Linked DNA regions of Sus scrofa: region 2 is linked to region 1. The links are chromatin contacts, called in public HiChIP or PLAC-seq maps. All regions are on one chromosome and are shown on one strand. The core of a region is the stretch at or near the end of the contact, and the rest is flanking DNA. Distances in the headings are between cores, read along the strand shown.

The links. HiChIP or PLAC-seq counts read pairs in DNA pulled down with a chosen protein or histone mark.
Region 2: an H3K27ac HiChIP or PLAC-seq map of skeletal muscle shows a contact between it and region 1. The contact joins two enhancer-like sites. A contact is called at or near these places in 1 of 5 promoter capture datasets (liver), 1 of 47 Hi-C or Micro-C datasets (embryonic fibroblasts) and 1 of 2 datasets of contacts at active chromatin or transcription factors (skeletal muscle).

What each region holds. Positions count from the first base shown.
Region 1 is chr2:151,526,462-151,529,633 of Sscrofa11.1, reverse strand. No RefSeq gene overlaps it. Among named protein-coding and RNA genes, the nearest start is that of SYNPO, 43 kb to the left of the region's middle. Within about 2 kb of position 1,378, at least 16 of the 83 cell types and tissues checked have an H3K27ac peak or open chromatin away from gene starts, as enhancers often do. A contact at or near this core is called in skeletal muscle, where this site is marked.
Region 2 is chr2:151,660,321-151,663,354 of Sscrofa11.1, reverse strand. RBM22 (pre-mRNA-splicing factor RBM22) reads left to right here. Exons shown (of 11, transcript XM_021085031.1): 11 at 1-173. Among named protein-coding and RNA genes, the nearest start is that of RBM22, 10 kb to the left of the region's middle. Within about 2 kb of position 1,649, at least 7 of the 83 cell types and tissues checked have an H3K27ac peak or open chromatin away from gene starts, as enhancers often do. A contact at or near this core is called in skeletal muscle, where this site is marked.

The DNA.
Region 1 (3,172 bases), core at 129-2,628:
AGCCTCATCCTCATCAGCTTCGGGACAAAGATGCCAGTGCCATCTCCAAGCTCAGGCATGGAAGCTGCAGGAGACTGATGCCAAGAACAGATTCCGGGCTTTACCGAGCACTTGGTGGGAGGTGGGCTCATGCAGGGGCTTTTCAAGCACTGTCTTCTTACTCTTCACAACAGCCACGGCACCTGCTACCCATTACTGCTCCCATTTCACAGATGAAACAATAGCCTCAGCCATGACTTACTTGCCCAAGGTCACACAACCAACATGGACCTATTTGAAATCAGGTTTGCCTCTCTGTGTGTATTTCAACAACCGTCCTATACAGCTTCCTTCCCTCGCAGCAGACAGCTGCCCGGATGGGCCAAAGGCTGGAGAACCTAAGCTCCAGCTCATCCCTCCCTCCCTACAACGGAGCCCCCCGCCCCCGTGTCCCCAGCAGAGGAGCAGCTCCACCTGCTCCTACGCAAAACAGCAAACAGCCTCCACCCGGTGCCCGGAGGTATTAGTGAGAAAGCCCCCCCTCTGCCTCATGACAGGGGGCAGGACCACCCGCTGGGCTTTAGGCTGTGGCGTCTCACAGACCAGGAACTAGAGCTGGCTCTGTGCCCCTGGCAGGATTACTGAACCTCTCTGAGCCCCAGAGTCACCATCTACACAATGGGAATGATGATAATATCTACCTCAGAGGTTGTTGCAAGGACTGAAAGAGAAAACACTTGATAAGCAGAAGAGCTGGGAGTTCCCATCACAGCTCAGCGGTAACAAACCAAACTAGTAATCATGAGGACACAGGTTCAATCCCTGGCCTCACTCAGTGGGTTAAGGATCCGGTGTTGCCATGAGCTGTGGTGTGGGTCACAGACGCATCTCAGATTCTCTATGGCTGTGTCTGTGGCCAGCAGCTACAGCTCTAATTTGACCCCTGGCACCTCCATATGGCACAGGTGCGACCCTAAAAAGCAAAAAAAAAAAAAAAAAAAAAAAAGGCAGAAGGGCTTCCTGACAATGTGAGAAATAGTTCATTATTCATGTCATTGAGTGATCTATAGTATATTTCTTCAGCACCATTAACCACCAAGCCAGTCTCTTGCGGGGAGGGTCACGCTATCTAGCCTGAGAGGCTGGGCTGACAGTGCCCCCTGGTGGACACGTCTTGAACTGCACCAGATAATTTTGACCTAACAGAGAAAGAGCATGAGTCAAAATTCAGCTTTATTTCTTCCATTTTAGGCACCAGTATTTCAGCATATACCACTTAAGAGCAATGATATACTCTTGCATAACAGTCCAACAATGAAAATCAGGAAACATAGCATCGATACAATGCCATGAGCCAGTCCACACAATCCATTCACAATTTGCAGTTAGCAGCATGGTGCTCTTTCTAGGCAACTGCTTCCCTCCAGGGTCCCAAAAGAAGTGTGACTGCTGGGTCTCTTCGGTCTCCCTTCATCTTGAACCACTTCTCAGCCTTTGTCTTCTGCGACCTTGACGCTTAGAGCTCAGGCCAGTTACCGCGCAACCTGTCCCAGCGCGCGGACGAGCCGCTGCTCCTCTCGGCTGGATTCCTGTTGCGTGTTTGTCGGGAATTTCACGGGCATCAGTTATGTCCTTCTCGGGCGTGCCATGTTTGTCCCAGCCCTGGTGGTCACTGCGCATGTGTCTGCGAGCGTGTGGGAGCCGAGCAGCGCGCCGTCACACTGCCAGTCGGGCTCCTCAGCTCGGGCTCCGTCAGAGCTCGGGGCGCTGCCGCAAAGCAAGACCCCTAGGCAGGGGCATCCTTGGACCCTGCGGTCTGGCTGCCCACGGGTGGCGGCCGGGTCGCCTTCATGGCACAGCAGTCCAGCTGCCCAGACCCCCCCCAAACCCCACTCTTTCTGCTTCACCCTTTTCTAGCTACTTTTTTTTAAAAACCGTTTTCATTCCACAGAGGACACGTCATCTGTGCTTTAACTCAAACATTTCAGCCGAAGCTCAAGTCCTCTGTGACATCCACTGCTCCCCTTTCCCTCCCCCTCTTTCAGAAGGAGCCAGTTCTCAGTTTGGTGAAAGGGGGGGAGGGAGGGAGGGAGAGAGAGGGGGGGAGAGAGAGAGGGAGGGAGAGGGGGGAGAGAGAGGGAGGGGGAGGGGGGAGAGAGAGGGAGGGGGAGGGGGAGAGAGAGGGAGGGGGAGGGGGGAGAGAGAGGGAGGGGGAGGGGGAGGGGGGGAGGGGGGGAGAGAGACGGAGGAAGAGAGAGAGGTGGGGGAGAGAGAGGGAGAGAGGAGCGAGGGAGAGGTGGGGGGGGGAGAGAGCGGGAGAGGGAGGGAGAGCGCGTGCTTCACTGCTGGGGTTGTAAGTACCATGGCGCGAGTTCTCTTTCTACAAATGGTCACTGTAAGTCCGTCTTGGAGAAACGTAGCGGCAGGACGCAGACACTGGGCTCAGTATTCTCGACCGCGTCACCACCTTCCAGCAGGCGGCCACACGAGTGGCTGTGGAGCTGACCCCTGTGGCTGGACACCTTGCTTTGCTATTACGAACCTCGCTGCGGGGCACCCCATCAAGGACTCTTCCAGGGAAAGGGGCACTTCCCGGATGTGGGGCCACTCCTGGGGCGCCACGTCCCCCGAGGGGCTGCCTCACGGGGATGGGGAGGGCCCAGGGGCCCTGAGATCTGCAGGCCGCCTGGGACCTCGGGGAGCACCTGGGCTGGGCCTTCAGTGTTTCTGGGGCTCTCAGGGTTCTGGGGCTGTGGGGAGTTCCCGCTCTGGCGCAATAGGTTGAGGGGCATGTCGGCAGTACCAGGGTGCAGGTCTGATGCCCAGCCTTGCCACAGAGGGTTGAGGGATCCGGTGCTGTGGCACAGGTCCCAGCTGCAGCTTGGATCTGAACTAACTCCATGCGCCGCAGGGCGGCCGAGGGGAGGGGAGGTTTTCAAGTGGAAACTCCTCAGGTTTCCTGAGGGCTCCCTGGGCAGAGACGCCCGTCTGCGTCTCCCAGATCCCCTGCGCCCATCAAGGCGGCCTCCACACGGGTTCTGTGGTGGCCTCATGACCCCTGCCCCTTTGGGAACGGGTGTCTGCAGGAGCCGCCCTTGTGTGCGCAGCTGTGTCCCGGCTGCGTCCCGGCGCACCCACGGCAGCCGCCACGTCGTGGCCCTTCTCTGGTTCGCACTCGAGGGCCTGATTCACT
Region 2 (3,034 bases), core at 400-2,899, 130 kb before region 1:
GGGGGTCTTCAGCCTCTCCTCTTGGTTCCCTGCTTCAGGCAGCGAACTCTGTGTGGTCTTAGAATATTCGGGTGTGATTGAATTGTAGAAGGCAAACAAACAAGCAAAACAAAAAGCGGATGTTGTGTTGTGGTTGTGTTTTTAAAAAAATTAAAACGGGTCAGTTTTCCAAATGGCGTCGTCATAGGTTTATTTCTGCATTTCTCTTCTTTATCCTTGGTAGTTGAATTTGAGCTCAGCGGAAGTTAGGAACAGATTATACAGAAATCGGTTTTTGCTCTAGGACTGTTGTGATTCTGATCTCCATTCTGAAAGACCCAGGCCTTCCTGCAAAGGTGAGTTGGGGTCAAAGTGACATAATGCCCAGAAGACACCACCATGGAGCCTGCCGTGTGGTGGTTGACACGTGGTAGCTTTGACCAGTCTCAGGGATGTTGATTGATTTATCGCTTCTTTTAGGGCCACACCAGCACATGGAAGTTGCCAGGCTAGGGGTCAGATTGGAACTGCAGCTGCTGGCCGCCTGTTTCCTCTGAGCCACAATGGGGACTCCGTACATAAGTCATTTTAAAAGGAAACAGGAAAACTTTATCTACAAGTGCGTTTTTCCAGAAGCCAATTCCCATGTCACTTTCGTCCAAAATTATAGTTAGGAATGGATATACCCCGTGTCACCCTACTTGAGCTTCTCTCAAAAATCTTTTGTTGTTTTTCTCTGGAGGGCAGTAGCTTGCCTTTTTTTTTTTTAAGGATTTAAAATTTATCTAGAATTATTTAGAGAACTTGATTTTATTTCTGGTAATACAGGTGCGAAGCAAAGCAGGGGTACTTCCAGATATTTTGACGCCCTTTTGGGTTTTTTCATGGTGGGGCTACTTTTAAGCATGTGAGAGGTTTTAGCCAGTTTGTAGGTAATAATGTGATACATGGTGTTTTAACAGTTGTCAGATTGATAAATATACATGTAAATATGTCTTACCAAGTTGCATATTCTTGCGTTTTTGAGGCAATTACAAATGTGGGCTACGGATACGTATTTTTTTAAAAGCCTAAGACAACAAAGTGTAGAATAGATGCTTAATCTTTCCTAACATTAATCGCAATTATGAGCGACTCGATTTGGTGGCAGCTCAGGTGCTCACGGCGCTCCGTTTCCTTTTCCTCCAGGACACACAGCTAGGGCTTAGGCGAGAGGCTTTGCTCTGTGCCCAGGCCTCGTCTGTAAAACCGTCTCAGCCACCTGGTCCTGGGAGCTCTTTCCCCATCTGCTGGCTGCACGCACAGGAGGCCGATCCCGGGAAGATGGCAGAGCCTCACGGTGGAAGGAGCCTGGGTTCTCACTCTTTCAAGGAGAGCGTTGTGATAAGGAAAATTGTTAACAGTAAGCCCTTGAGGCCTGGGGATGTGTCTGGAACAGCAGCCAGTGTTGCTCTAACAGTAGCTCTCGTCTGATCTGATCGCAAAGAAGAAACCTGTATTTGTTTACACAGAGTAGTGCTGATTTAAACAGACCTGGAGACCAGGTTACCCCAGTTCAGCTCCTCCCTCTGGCGCCCCCAGCAGTGTGACCTTGGCACGGCTTAACCCCTGTCTAATGACGGAAGGCCTCTCCTCCTAACCCTTCTGGCTGCTGCTGATATTTTGAGCTCCTCCCGCCCCTGCCTCCCTGGCGACGGCTGGTCAAAGGCAGTGCTGGCCCACCGTGCAAAGTGCACTGGGACATGTTTTGGAAATCAAATCCCTGACACGCCGTGACCTGAAATGAATGGCGATGAAAAGGGAGGAGTGTAGCGTGTCCCCCCCCCCCGCCCCGCCCTGTATCTGGCTGGGTCCACTGGGTGGAAGGGTGCCTTCTGAGATAGAGGTGCTGGGGGAGCACAGTGAGCTTGGGAAGCAGGGGTGGTAGGAAGGTGAGTCTGATGAGGCATCTGGGGGGCCGAGGACAGACCGGCGGAGATGATCAGCCCGAGGGAACTGGAGCTAAGAGAGGCCAGGGTTTGGAAGCTGGCAGCCAAGTGGTGGCATCGAAGCCCTGGGTGTGGAATGAGATCCTCCAGGATAGGGACATATGAGGCCCTCAACTTCAGGGGCTCTAAGCAAGTTCTGAGGTGTCTGGTGTCGCTGAGGCAAAGACCGCCCTTTGAGCATCACTAGTGCAGGAGAGACCACCTCCAAGACAGAAAATGCTGCCTCCCCAGAGATCCTGCCGTCTTTCTCCCTGACATTTTATTATAAAACTTCCCCAACAGACAAAAGGTTTTTACTGTGAAAAATCACACCCACAAACGAGCCCCACAGTTAACATTTTGCCGTATTTGCTTCTTCGCAGTGTCTTTCCATTCCTTCCTCCATGCATTTGTCCGTCTGTTTTTATGCACTTGAGAGTAGCGTGACCTCAGCACACTCCACCTTCAAATGCATCAGTGTGCTATTAACTAGGACTCAGTGTTTGTTTATGAATTTCAGGTAAATTTTACAAAGCTTGAAATGCACAGGTCTTGAGTGTGCTGTTCAAGACATGTGACAAATATATGCACCTGTTTGACCCAAAGACTTGTCAAGGTGTGGAAGGTGACCCTTCCCCAGGAAACTCCCCGAGCTTCCCAGTCGATACCCACTTCCCGCCAATATCCAGAGGCAACTTCTGGTCTGATATTTTCACCATACGTCATTTTACTTATTTAAACACTATATAAACGGAATCGCACCGTTTGAACGCTGCGTGTCCGGCTTCTTTCCAACGTTATGATGTTTTAAAGGATCATCCCTGCTGTTAAGAGGGTCATTTCTTGCTTTGAATTGTTGAGCGAGCGTTCCTTCGTGTGCCTACCGTGTCTGTGCGTCCCCTTTTTGCTGGTAGGAGTTAAAGCTGCTGTGAATCCTGGTACACGTGTTTCTGTGAGGATGTGTTTTTATTTCTCTTGAATAAATATTTCAGAATGGAGTTCCTGGGCCCCAGGACAGCTGCCTGTTTAGTTTTAACAGAAACGGGCCTTTTTTGGGAGAGGCTGTGCCGTTTCTTACTCCCACCAGC